2 separate regions of the Gossypium hirsutum genome follow, and region 1 is linked to region 2. A link is a contact called in public Hi-C data. All regions are on one chromosome and are shown on one strand. Each heading gives the region's core, a stretch centred on a gene start, on an enhancer-like site or on the middle of the called end of the contact. The rest is flanking DNA. Distances are from core to core; before and after follow the strand shown. Region 1 holds the start of LOC107953666 (40S ribosomal protein S20-2). Region 2 overlaps LOC121203593 (transcription initiation factor TFIID subunit 2).

The links. Hi-C and Micro-C count contacts between places; a contact is called where the count stands out from the background.
Region 1: a contact with region 2 is called in a Hi-C map of leaf, with 3 times the contacts expected there. The contact joins the promoter of LOC107953666 here to the enhancer-like site in region 2. A contact is called at or near these places in 10 of 34 Hi-C or Micro-C datasets (callus, fibers, hypocotyl and 2 more).

Annotation. Positions count from the first base shown.
Region 1 is chrD07:4,817,771-4,824,673 of Gossypium_hirsutum_v2.1, reverse strand. LOC107953666 (40S ribosomal protein S20-2) reads right to left here and starts at 1,966. Exons shown (of 4, transcript XM_016889038.2): 1 at 1,782-1,966; 2 at 971-1,107; 3 at 696-809; 4 at 1-49. The coding sequence starts at 1,082. LOC107953667 (protein LOW PSII ACCUMULATION 2, chloroplastic) reads right to left here. Exons shown (of 2, transcript XM_016889039.2): 2 at 6,304-6,701. The coding sequence ends at 6,556.
Region 2 is chrD07:4,767,681-4,774,870 of Gossypium_hirsutum_v2.1, reverse strand. It overlaps LOC121203593 (transcription initiation factor TFIID subunit 2), which reads left to right. Exons shown (of 13, transcript XM_041097153.1): 12 at 1-62; 13 at 1,226-2,432. The coding sequence ends at 2,318. LOC107953670 (serine/threonine protein phosphatase 2A 57 kDa regulatory subunit B' kappa isoform) reads right to left here. Exons shown (of 2, transcript XM_016889048.2): 1 at 6,221-7,190; 2 at 4,335-4,981. The coding sequence ends at 4,625. Among protein-coding and RNA genes, the nearest start is that of LOC107953670, 4.4 kb to the right of the region's middle. Within about 2 kb of position 2,895, at least 8 of the 9 cell types and tissues checked have an H3K27ac peak or open chromatin away from gene starts, as enhancers often do. A contact at or near this core is called in fibers and leaf, where this site is marked.

The DNA.
Region 1 (6,903 bases), core at 717-3,216, 51 kb before region 2:
ATAACTCGCTTGTGAACACGGAGCTCAAATCTATCCCATGTGTTTGTTCCTACAAAGGGGCCAAATAGTTCAATAAATTGTCCAAACAAATTGTGTACATCAAATATTTAGCGTACATGAATTTCTTATGTTTTAAATCAGACTGCATGTCACTCCCCAACCATAAACAATGGATAAATCAACAAATACAGTCAACAACCAAGATCCTAACAGTTGCAATTCATACTCATTACTACAATAGAGGGCATCCAACTAAAAAGAATAGATTTTGACATATATATCTAATCCATTTATGTAGGCCAAACAAGAAACGAAGCAAAGAGTAGCACAAGCATTCAAAGATCCAATTACTAAGACAAGTTTATATGTTTAAACATGCAAAAAAGTTGCAAATGATAGTCCCTAATGATTGTTACAAAATAAATTAACAAATAAAAAAGATGGATGGATACTAAGAAAACAAGAAGTAGAGAAGAGCACAAGCACATACATATACTTGTAATCTTACAAGATGCTGGGATTACCAAGCAAACCAGAAAGATAGCAGAACCTTATTTTCTAATATAAGATATAATCTCTAGCTTTCAGCTCCGAGGGAAAAAGGAAACATAGAATTGTTTATGGGAAGTGTAGTTAAAACATGTTTTCAAGAAAAGAAACAGTCTTGAATAAAAGCAATTAACATAAGTAACTACCTTCACCACAGGGAGACTTCCTTGTTGTGATGTGAAGAACCTTGGTGGGCATTCTCACTGGCCCCTTAACCCTCAGTCTCTTATCCTTGGCACCACGAACCAAATCAGCACAAACTATCAATCAAACGGAAACACTTTAGACTAACAGAAACTATTTGGTTCAATTGGATATCAAACATCCTACATGAAATCACACCACGAAAAAGAATTTTAATAACAAGGCCCATAATATAATAAATGAAACTACAATATTTTAGCATAAAAGAAATCCATACCTTTCTCAAGGTTTTTCACATTCTTGGAGGAGAGAGTGATCCTGATCTTGTGAATCTGCTCCTGGGACTCCTCCAAACCAGGTTTTGTCGGCTTCATTGCAGCAAAAGCCATTGTTCTTAACTCAAACTTTTGGCTTCTGCTAGGACAGTAAGTCAATCACTTACAATGAATAAAAACTCCTCATACAAATTAATTCACAAAGTTCAAAATTGAAAAAAACTTTATTAACAATTTGGCTCCTAAACTACACCCCAATTCCCATATAGGTATTTAAAGTGTTTTCTAGAACTAAATTATCAATTATCCTAGTTTACCCCGTAAAATAATAACATCCCATAAGAATGTGAGACGTTGCACATTGATAATTTAGTTTCCACATCTAACAAAAAAAAACAAAAGCTTTACCAACATGGGAATTGGGGTATAGTTTAGGGGCCAATTTGTTAATAATGCCTAAATAAAAGCATAGGATTCAATAACTAGATTCTAAGTACTAAACCTAAGAAGAAAACTATCATATTCCATACAACCTTCAAACCTAGAACTATCTAAAACAAAAAATAAGGTTATATGCGACAAAAAGAAAGTCCTTTTTCCAATAAGACAATACATTGCAGTAACGTAAAAGGTCGAATTCAAAGGTTAGCGGGTTCGAACTTGTTTGATCAAAGATCGAGCCTTGCAACATATATAAAATAGATAGGAAAACCTGCTAAGTAGAATAAATAAATAAATAACCAGCATAAAGAAGAATTCTAAGTCCCTGTTGTGAAGCAAGCTTTTTACACGTCAAAATAAAAAGAAAGAAACCTGGAAGAAGGGAGCAAAGGGGAACGTCAAGCCACTGCTGCCTCTATTCTCAAAAGCGACGGAGGAATGAGATAAAAGCTTTGTACAAGATATATAGCTGCGGAGTGGAGCTGAACTTTATTGCTAGCGCTAGGGTTTTTGATGGACCAAATGCGTTTCGGGTCGGGTTACAGATATTTGACTCAACTCAAGTAGGAACGTTTTGAGTTTGGGCTTTTTCTTCACAACGGACGATCTAACATTAAAAGCCAATTATTTTTATTTAAGGTAAATTGTTCCTTATTCACCCTAAATAGTGATCTTTTTATTTTGAACGTTCTAAATTTTTTTGTTATTTTGTTCACTTCGAAAAATAAATTGATCAAATTTGGTCACTCCACCATTAAATGATAACAAAAAGATTAATAGTATATTTTCGCACATTGCTTTGGGGTAACCAAAATAAGAGCACCCCTATTTAGAGTGATTAACAGGTAGCTTACCCTAATTTTAGAGTGATTAACGTGAAAATGCACAATCAACATTTTGTTATCATTTACCGGTGAAGTAACCAATTTAATAAAAAAATATTTTGGAGTTACTAAAATAATAATAACTTCTATTCAGAGGGATTAACGAAATAATTTACCCTTTCATTTATAAGCAAATTTATTTCATATAATACTAATTAAATAATCTTGACCTTAAAATCTATGTTCTCTTTTGAAAGAGAATCGTTATCATGACCAAAAAAAATCTTAGTACCAAAGAAAAGTTCATAAAAATAAATGTAAAAAAACTGGTATGCCCACAAATTTAAATCATATGAACTTACCAATAAAATAAAATGGTCTTTTACATGTTAAAGAAGAGCCTTTTATCTTGCTCTTCCTTAATTCAAACATGTTTTCAAGTTTTCATTAGAGACAAACATAGGATAAGGAGAGATGAAATTTGTTTGAAGTTGCATTACTATTGTCTACGTCAAGCATGCGTGAATATGCGCCTAAATCACATGTATCATATTTTATAAAGAAAGAAGCTCTAAACGATATCAACATATAGTTAAAACTAGTCACATTTGATAAGTTCACAATTGTCCTATTTAGACCATTATGGAATAAAAGAAGACTTTTTCTATATAGAGGCAAAAGACCTGCCAACAAAAATAGAGGCAGAAGAATCAGATAGTTTTTCAATCCTAAATTTGACAATTAGGTCCATACTAATATTTGTATTTTTTTTTATCTATTTTGATATTTAAATTTGGTAACTAGATTTATTTTGATTTTCGAGCTTGAAAAATATAAAAATTCAATGATGTGACACTTTGAAATTATGCCACATCAGCGCTTGAAAATTAAAAAACTTATATAATCAAGCGATGACATGATACAATATTAAACTGTCGCATATAGTGTTATAATAATTGGGTTAGTGGTTCAACTAATCAAACCATTAGTTCTTGATTCAATCAGTTTAATCAATTCAACTGCTAGACCAACAATAACTAAATAAATAATTAAAAAAGCATAACAATTAAAAAATATTAAACTAGTTCAACTATTGGTTTTTGTCTGAATTTTTTTATTTTTATCTGTTTTTTATTCAATTAGTTCAACCTTTTTTGCTTTGATCAGTATACTGGTCGATTCTTGATCTAATTAATCTGAGCGACCAGTCCAGTCATGTTACAAGAACACTAGTCATATCATTAAATATTAATGGAATCCAAGATTAGGGGCCAAAATAGATCTAGTTGCTAAGTTCAAATACCAACGTGAATAAAAAAAATTTACACGTACCAAAATGGACCCAATTGTCAAATTCTGAGGCTAAAAATTATATTATCCTTTTTTAAGTGTTACTTTTATGGTCAATCATTTGTCTGATTTACTTAGCCAAACACTGAATTGGAATGAGAGCAACTGAAACCAGCTGTTAAAAGCAGCATCTTCTTTAACAAATCATATAGTATGGAAGATCTTTAGTTAATTGAATACAAATGACCACACCAAGTAAATGTTCTGTTCAAGTAACAAGCTCATCCATCCAACCATCTCTGGTTCTGTCGCTTATGGTTGTAATCTGCTACGCCAACGCTGTACAATTTTAGTTCATGGTAACATGCTGAATACTATAGACTAGGGTGCTATGCTGTCATTTGTAAACTACACCAAATATCGTATATAGCATTGTAGCTTTTATTTAAGAGGGAACTGACTGGTGCATAGTTACCCTAAATCATAAGTAATTAACAACCACTGCATTCTCAATCTGATAAGCAATACTTTAAATTAAAAGCTCCACTGTATCCAATTTCAAGAGCTTAACCCATCTCCAAACTGTTTTACCAGACTTACAGGAGACATTGATCTCACTAAATTTTTGCCCCCTCACTGTTGGATGATGCATTTTTCTGACTCAGCCCCACTTATTTAATGCTTTCCATCATATGCAGGAGAATATTTTCTTGCTCTGCTTTCAGCTGAATCACCAACTATCAAAAACCAAAGATCATATTTTGCAAGAGTAATTCTAGTTGGAAAGAGCACAAACAGATATGAATGCGAGAGACTAAGAAATGGTCCACGGGAAAAAACAATATCAATATGAGACCGGTGGATGCCCATTTACCACTATTAATATCTTACCAGAACAATGAAACTGACTATAAATTTTGCTTCTAACATACAACTGTACAATTATGTGTCAAAGTTGATGATCATCAATGAACAAAGTCCACCAAAATAAAAGGTAAGACTTGACATATTGAATGCGTCTGCGTCATGCAGCAACCTAACCTGTAGATTTTATTGGTTCCTAGAGTTTTAAAACTTTGTACAAATTAGGAGGTTGATAAGCATCTTCATAGTTGCAGGACAAAGGAGGTAGAGGCTCCCCGCTAGGATAATAATTTGGAACAAGAAGCAATGATTCCACATTATTAAGCTGGAGTTCTATGCTAAGATCAAGAAACAAGAGAAGGCAAAAGGAATAGTAGCAGTCAATATTGAATAAAGGGGAAGAAGAGAGCTTGTCAAAAAGTGGGAAACTGATGCAAATAATTTAGAGTAGAAAAGTAAATGAGGTAACAAAGATCTTCTTATGGAGCCGGCACAAAATTGGTACAAAATATACCGAAATTTGAACCAGCATGCGAAGTTCAATAATGATGACCTAAACGAACTGATACATAGGCCTTAAACTAACTCATGCAGAACAATGGAATGTTTTAATGATTTGAGCCTTTTAAGTGGTACATGAGAAGAAAAGAGGCATTTTCATATTCAAGAATGGATGTCTTTCAGAAAGGATTATATACTACAACGAATTAAAACTCTTACACCCAGGGATCTACCTTCTTCATTCAATGAATAAGCTATGTACTCCCTTTATCCAATCTATTACGACCATATCCTATTACTTCTCAAAAGAATATAAGATATTGGAACAGAAATGAATAAATAGATCTCCTGCACTCCTTTTACATATTTTTTTGTTATAACTTTCTATTAAATAGTAAGCCTTTCTATATACCCTAAAAAATCTGGTAAAAAGTAAAACTCCTTATTAGCTCAATTCTGAATTGAAGTCTAGCTATTCTATTGTTCATTTTCTTATTGTATAGTATTTGATGCTACCTACCAGGCTACAGTCTGGAGATTGAAGCCTTTACCAGCAATAAGGCGTAAGCTTTATGTGATCAATCCAATGAAACCAGCATGCAGTTAGACAATGCTGTAGTTGGAAACAAACTAAAACTTGCATTGTCAGTTCTGACAGACAGCAAAAATTGGCTAAAACCAGAGTTCATTGAATAACAGAAATAATAAATACAATGTTTCCAAATACTCGATTCAGAAAGAGGAGATTTAAGTGGCTGCAACAAGACCTAGCTAGTCAAAGTTCCGTTGGCTGCAAAATGTCTTACAACTGGCAAGAGCAGAGATCATTTCTCGTAGTAGAACAAATCAAGCAAAGAGTAACAATTGATTGATGTTAATGACTATAACATTACATAAAATCCATAAATCATGAGAGAAATATCAAGCACCATGAATTTAGCATTTTGCTTCAGGACAGTTTCCAACATATAAAACTTGTGCATATTTGTAGATGATGGAGAACTAATCTGCTTGGATTTTGAACAAATTGATGCACACCGAGTTGTTCATCCCACTCTTCTGGAAGGAAACAGTATTTTATTATTTGTTATTCATTAACTCTTTTACCTAAGACATAGTGGGTCCAACGTAGCTACAAGAAAACAGAACTATTGGTCACCTTGAAGAGCATAGCACCAAGCTTCCACGCATCATTGCCAGCAAGTAAGCATATGGAAAATAACAATCTCAGTAAATTTAGACAGCAAAACACAAAAACGAGTCTTTGGGATTTGAAGAAGCAAGCAGTAAAACTTAGTTGTCAAATTTTAATATCAAAGTAAGGAAATTCCTTGTAAACTGCATTATTGTTTTTTCAGGTAAAAGAAGTTAAGAAATTACCATGCCATGCTTTCAAAGATTCCAGACATATAATAGAATCAAAACAGTTGCATTTATTAAGACGCACAATTTGTGCAGCTGTTTCAATGGCCAATTAAGACACAGCTGCATCAGCAGATCACTAATAAGGATGGTTAATATTCCTTGCATGAGGTTCATTTCTGGTTAATACAATTTTCTTCACAAGGAAAGCACTAAAACTGAAAGTTCTGCCTGCAGAAATGTACAAATGCTCACTTTCTTTTCAAGACAGCAGTCCACTCTTACAGTATTATACGAATAACTATTTACTTTTGGTCCTTAAGTTTCTCATTTTCCAGGTACTTCAACACTCCATACGCAACAGTTCCAGCAATAAATAAGATAACAGTTGGGGTGAAAGATGGGTACAAGTACTTCACAAAGAACTTATCCCATTCTTCTGGTAGGAAGCCTGTAAATAAAAACAGCTTATAAGTTATTTGGGATGACGACTTATAGCTTCATAGAAATCACTTCCATACTTTGACATATACAGCTTTATGGAAATGCGACTTATCACTATGCATTTATCAAGGGTTAAAAAGCCTAGTAAAGTAGTTCTGAAGGCCTCCAGTTTTCCAATGAAACAGAAAGCACTGTTTCTCCTAAAAATG
Region 2 (7,190 bases), core at 1,646-4,145:
GCATTCAATAATGTATTCCTCCGGCACTACTTGTTCTGCATTTTACAAGTTCTTGCAGGAAGGTGGGTATGCATTCTAATATGGTCTCTCTAGGATTTAAACTTTCCTTTGGACAAGTGGTTGCTTCATAAATGTTGATAATATTCCTGGGGAAAAGACTACATTGATGACCAAAGCATATAATTCTGTTACTGTTGTCTTCTGAAGATTGTCCTGTTTGATCTTATTGTGCTTCGGACAGAACTGCTGATTAGTAGACAGTTTTAGCATAAGCTTTTATGAAATTTTTGTCGAGGTCATGAGAGACTAGTCACAGATAGGAAGTGAGCTGGGAGAGGACTAAGATAATCTTCCAATTTGGTTTGTTCTGAATTTTTGTTTCAAATCTTATGAAGTTTATGGAGAAAAAAGGATTGGCAATGATAGTTTGCCCTGTGGGGTGTTTGGGGTTAAAATGGTGATGAGAATAAAGAGATTATTTTCTTTTTTTTTCCTGGCAAAAAGAAAAAAAAAAAGAGAGAGAGATCAGAAAGTCTTGCAGGTGGCTACACTGGAGCTTTTACGGTATAATTGGAGTAATCAGTACGAATTTGATTGAGTCCTTTACATAGTCTCAAATGTTTTAGTGTTTTTTTTTCTTTTACAGTGAGTTACTGGAGTTTCTTGTGGCTTGATGTTTATGATACCCTATAAGCGCAAATAGTCCATTTCTCTGGAAATAAAATGAAAATAGAAACGACCATTCTGATTTAAATAGTAAAACTTAATTAGGAATAACCAGTGGGAACACATAAGTACCAAATTTTAGTTACGAGAAATTTAAATTTGTTGAAACCCTAAAAACTCCGAACTAGATTCCTAATAAATTAGCAGTAGAGATTGTTAGGAAACTTCTGATTTGCTAAAACTATGCAACAAAGTCAAAGAATGAGAACCTAATTTGTGGTTGTGGCATTGGAAGCTTGGTATTCTTTTGTTATGTTTTTTGTGGTTCAATATGCTTTGCCTTATTGGAAGAAACATACTAGTGAATTTGATGTAGCACAGAGTTCTCTTGTGGTGTTTGTTTTCAGTTACTTACGCTGTTTATAAGAGGCTTATGTCAGAAACTTGTAACTTCCATTTTATTTGTGCTTTCAATTAGCAATTTCTTTTTGAGAATCTCATATATTGTCTTATTTCGAAACAAAATTTTGTAATCAAATTTTTGAGCTCTCATGTTCAGATCCCCCACACTTTATGGAGTGCCTAAAGAGAAGTTGCCCTGTATGGGTAATGTGGAGATTTGTAATGAGCAGAAGAACAATTTCGGTGCTCCTGTTAATGAGATAAGGCCACCTCAACCTCAACCTCAACCTCCCATGGAGAATCCGAGCCATTCAAACCATTCGCATGACAATTTGGCAATTCCAGAAGCTTCAAAGGAAGTAGATACAGTCTCTAACAGTCATGATAGGAAGACAGCTGTTGTTAAGATAAGGGTCAAGCAGTCGGCAACATCCAGTAAAGCAGAGGAAGCAGATAATGGTACTGCCGAAAGGTCCGAGGGTGGGGAAAGATCTGAAGGAAGGCGTAATCATGATGCTGATCGTGGTGCAACCAGTTCAGTTTCTGTGGATGCACCCCAAAGAAATTCGGCTGAGGCCGTGAGCATAAGCAATCAAAATATTGAAGAAGTTAACTCATTTCATGATCATGGGTCTCGGATTACTGCTAGCATTGGGAGTGCAAAAATTGCAAGTGAAGGCGACAACTTTGGTAAGGAACTTCAGTGTACAGCTGATTCGGGTAATGCCTCGGTGCACCATCAGCCTGATGATCCCTCGTCGCCAAGCATCATTCAAGATAACTACATAGATGCTGAAGCGAAAAAATATGCAAGTCTACAAACACTATCAATCTCAAGGGACGACGGTCCTCCATTCCAGGAGAAGGAGAAGGAGAAGAAAAAGAAGTCGAAGAAGAAGAAGAAAGATAAGGAAAAGAAAAGAAAGGGGGAAGAGCACAAAGGAGAGCGAAACGATCCAGAATATTTAGAGAAGAAGCGATTGAAAAAAGAGAAAAAATACAAGGAAAAGGAGATGGCAAGGATACTGGGTGAAGTGAAGGCAGCTTCGGGGGAGTTAAAAAGTAAGAAAGAGGAGACCACATCTTTAACACAGATGGGTGGTAACAAACAGGAAGCGGATAATATGAATTCAAGTGAACCTCCTAAAGTTGTAACTTCAAAGTTGGAAACCAGGACCGAGCCTACACAACCTACATCTGCACCCAAATTCCGGATCAAGATTAAGAGCAAGCCTTTAAGTAAGTCTTAGGTTTTTGTCTTTAAAAAAAGTATATTGGTGAATTCAAGAAAAAACCATTAACCTTCTTCTCCAGCATTGGGAAAAGGTTAATTTGAAATTCAGTGCAAATCTTATTTGGAATTATTGTTCTCATTTTCAATTTTTCTCTAGTCACTATTTAATTTATTTGATCTTGGTGCTTAAAATTGGAATTGGTTGCTTACACAAATAGTCATTCAAAACTATTAAATATTTTAATTTCGGGCTCTTAACATAAAAAGCTTGCAATTTAGGTACTCATGTATTTTAGTATCAGAATTATAGGTTTAGCCTAGTCTAGGTTTAAATTGAGTTAGTGTAGATAGTGTTAAAAAAATTTTGGTTAAGAAAATAATTTATAGTTACTGCAAAAAATTAAAATTTTGTAAAATCAAACTGGTTTGTGATATTTATAATAATAAATTTTTACTGAACGGTCCTGTGAGAAAGATTTGAGCCGATTTCAGCTTTCAACCAAACATTTTTCACTATCCAAAGCCTAGGTCCCAAAGCCCATGGCTCAAACCAGCATCTAACTCTTATATATCGAATATTTCGTGGAAATCCGGCTGCCCAGTCTACCTGCATCATATTTCCAATGACACTTGCCACTTTTGAAGCCACCTCAGGCAGTTGCAATTCTATGGCAAGGCCCCAAAGTTGCACCCAAATGGGCGATGCTACCAATTGTAGGTCTCTAGTAGGTAGGTTAGCCCGCCAGTGATAAAAAATAATGAAATCCCCTTCAAGTGACCAGGGGATACCATGGATAATGATTTCTGCATCCGTGCTATATTCGAAATGGAAATAATAAAAACTTCCATCGTTGCCTTAGCACGTCCACCCTTCCTAGTAGATCCCATGCTTCCCTGACTATTCCTTGCATGGTTCGAGCAGAAAAAGTTATCGCATCCAAAAGACACGCGACTGCAGTTTAGTTCCAGAAAGGAATCTGATTTCGAGCGACGTCATCATTTATGTTGATAATCGGACTCCTAGCTCTTGCCCTTGGTTCAACATGCAACGGTGGATACGTGTCCATATCATGAATCTCCTCGTCGACCATTTCCCTACTTTCATTATCCTCAGAATCACTATCCTTTCAGATTCTCTTTCCGTCACTCTCTTGTGCGGAGGAACGTAAACTGTTGATTCTTGGAATCTGCTTAATAGATTATCACTATTGCCACAGTTGAAATCGTGTGTTTTGCATCTCTTATTAGGTTTAAAATAAATAGGGAAATCTTCAAAGGATAAGAACAATGATAGAGAACGTTTCCTGATGAAAACTAAAAAACTGTAGACTCCTAACCCCTACTGTGGAGATGAACACCACAGATCTTATTGGTGGGAAGGAGACACGAGATGAAAAGAAAAAAACTTTAAACTGACCAAGCAACTAACTGCTAATGATTAAAGGTTCCACCAATAAGAGCTAACACAAGAACTCTAGATCCTTCGATTAAGAAGAGAAAACCAGTTTAGATCTTAAGAAACCCTAAAACAAAGACAAGGAAGGCACGTAAAAATTGCATGCTTACTAGCGTAACCAACAATGATTGGGAACTAATACAGCAAGCCACCCTCTGACAATCAAAAGAACCAGTAAGGATAAACTAGAAACAAGAAGAGAACGACGATTTGGTTTCCAGCAAACGTTAGAAAACGGAAACCGTTAAAGAGAAGAACTGAAACGGGAAGTTATGCGCCGTTAACAGAAGAAGAACGTGAAACGTCTTTTGGGTAATCTCTCTATAGAGCTAAACGAGAGAAAAATTACATATTTTCTAATATTCCACGATTATAAATTGAATTGTTTAATTATTAAAATATTATTGACCATCTGAGTCTCAACAATTTAATCTTATAAAAGCATATTCGTTTTGATAAAAAAATATGGCAAGCTTTAAGCATTTTCCAGTATTCCACTCCAATGCAGTTAATATTCAGTTAAACTAATCCAATGTTGCAAGAAAAATACTATCAACAGAAATTGGCACAACTGTGTAAGTTAAGGTGAGAGAATTAACAAAATTAGTTGATACATAAAGTTTTGCATAAATCACTGCATGGACCTCCCCACGATCTTTCCAAGGAAGCAATTAATATCCCATACAGTAGCACGGAGAATACATAAAAGCAAGTTACAGGAAACGGCTGCTAATGGAACGTACAGGAAAAAAAAATGTTCCCACCACTTGAAAAGGCAGCTATTTGCATAAATTTCCCATTGTTGCAAAAGGTGGGAGAAAAAGAAATATCAAAAAACTCAGGGAAACTCCAGTTCAGGAAAGCAGTTAATAGGCAATTGGTGTTGCCAAAGGAGTTACCAGTACAGCGGTATTTCCGGCTATTGGCTTGAGACTGGCTGCATTTTCTAGTTGCTTCCATGCTTCCTTCCGTTTCTCAGATAATATGCTTACCTTGGCCTCTTCCTCCTTAAAGTGAATATGGCAAGATATGAATAGTTGATCATCCATCTCCATGAACATCTTTCGGACATTTATTGTCAAGTTGAGCACCGCATGATTCCAATGGTTCTGGGCATTCTTTTCCAAGGCTGGAAGTATGATGGGCAAAATCACATGCCGGTTATGTGCAATTAGGTTTACAATTTGATCGTTATTCCAAAAGAAAAGTGCCCTTTCAGCAACCTGAAACAAGTATATTTAATAGAATAAACTTATTATTTCTTTTTGACGATCAAACAAGTAAATGACTAACATCTTATAATAATTATGAACACCATATGAGATAACAAGGCCAAGAAAGAACTCTTTTTAAAGAAAAGAAGGCACAACAGTTGAACACTAGACATTCAAGAAGTTCATGGCATGCAGTCCACCACAACATCCTCTAAGGCCAAGACAACTTTTATTGTAGTTACAAACTTATTGCAAATGAGGGAATTTACTCTAGCCAAGAGTTTAGAGTTAACAACTAGCCTTGTAACTTAAAGAAAGCCATTTTAGCGCATCACTACTTTTATGCCTAGCCTAGCCTAGCTTGATAACCTTACAAACTTAGAGCAAATGTTTAAACAAACAAAATTGCAGTCACTAACTGAAAGTAAACATACTTTTGGTCCAAGATGAAGGCATAAGCAAAGCTTAATATTGGTTGGTTGCAAGGTAGTTGATAGACAACTTATAGTCAATTAATATTGGTTGGTTGCAAGATAGACAATTCTATTATTGGAAAAGAAAGAGAAATAGCTCATAGCTTGTTAGGTACAATGTTTTCTAACTGTTAAGTTATATTAATAAACCATTATGCCGAATTAATAGCCTCAAAAACCATGACATTCTCAACCCTCATAAGACATCCGAAGATACCCCACAAACAGAGGTCAGCTCCAAGTTGACCTGAGTAAGGTTTACTTTAGGTCAGATATGGATATAAACATAAGCTAACATTCATTAAAACCAACCACAATATCAACCCCAAGATTTAGACATTATATAAGTTACCAGATCAGAGCCTATCCCCAGGTTATGCTCATTTGTAGTCAAACATAGTAAAAAAAAACATTAAAAGGTCAACTATTTAAGAAATTGATGCACGCCCAAGCATGAATAAATGCAACTAAAGTTCACATGAATAAAATATCACAAGAAACATTTCAGACAAAAGACTAGTAATTGCATTTCTTAACACATTAATGGATGCATCCTTTAACGTGATATTCTAGAAAGTTTAACACTGAAAAAAGAATGAAATAGAAGTTGCAGAGCATGATAAAAACTTTTCCAAGAAGGGGATTAAAAAACAAGTCATGCACCACCTTGGATAAACAGAAGACGATAACATACTGAGTATGAGATCAATAACTAAAGAAAATAGCACAATTTAATGTTAGTAAAGAGTATCTATCAAAATATAAAGAAAAATACCTGGAAATGGAAACTGTTAATGCAACAGCCAATCCGCCAGAATAATGGGACCATAACCTTTTGGAACTCCACCATGTTAATGGCTTCCAAAATCTCTTCCAACTCAGCAAGAAACATCAACTCCTTTTGGCTGTTTGTTATGGGCCAGTACTTCAACAACCCCCGTATCACTGTACTACACAACTTCGGCTCCTTCTCAATGAACTGAGAAACGCAATAAGACAATTGTTGAAAATAAACACCCAAAGATTTTGGCTTGTGAAGAGGAATCAAAACCCTCCACAAGAAGATCTTGTGCTCCTCCTTCAAAGGCAAAGCAAATCCACTGATTATACTGCCGAAAATCTCCAATAACTCAGCAATGCCGTTATGCCTCTCAATCTCAAAAACAAACCGATAAAATATATTGCTTATAGCCTTCCGAATAAAAGGTCTATGAACCATGAACTTCCCATAAACCCTATGCAGTATCGTCTTCAAACAATCCCTTTCCCTTGGATCCTCCGAATCAAACAAGTCAAGCAATCTCAAAATAAAGGAATGATCTATATACTTTTTAGCTACTTTTGCATCGAGACAAGAAGAAGTGATAAACTTAACTAGCAAATCATACACAATTTGCAAATGTGGCCAAGCCGGATCAAACATCGGCTCATCGTCATCATTTTCACCTCCATTACTTACAGCAGACCGATAATTGGGTGGGAAAACTCTAAACAAATTCACAGCACACATCCTACACATGGCTAAAATTGCAGGTTCGCTAAATCTAACGGACCCTGACACAAAATCCAACAGCTCTAGCAAGGTTTGTCTTTTAACATCTTTTTCAATTAAATTTTTAGTTGGGTCAGTGAAATCAAAAGTTACACAACAAAGGCTAACTTTACTCACAAAAAGATTCATCTTTTCCGAATTTGGTACATCTTTGAATGGCAACAATGGCTCGATTCCCGCCACAACACTTGCC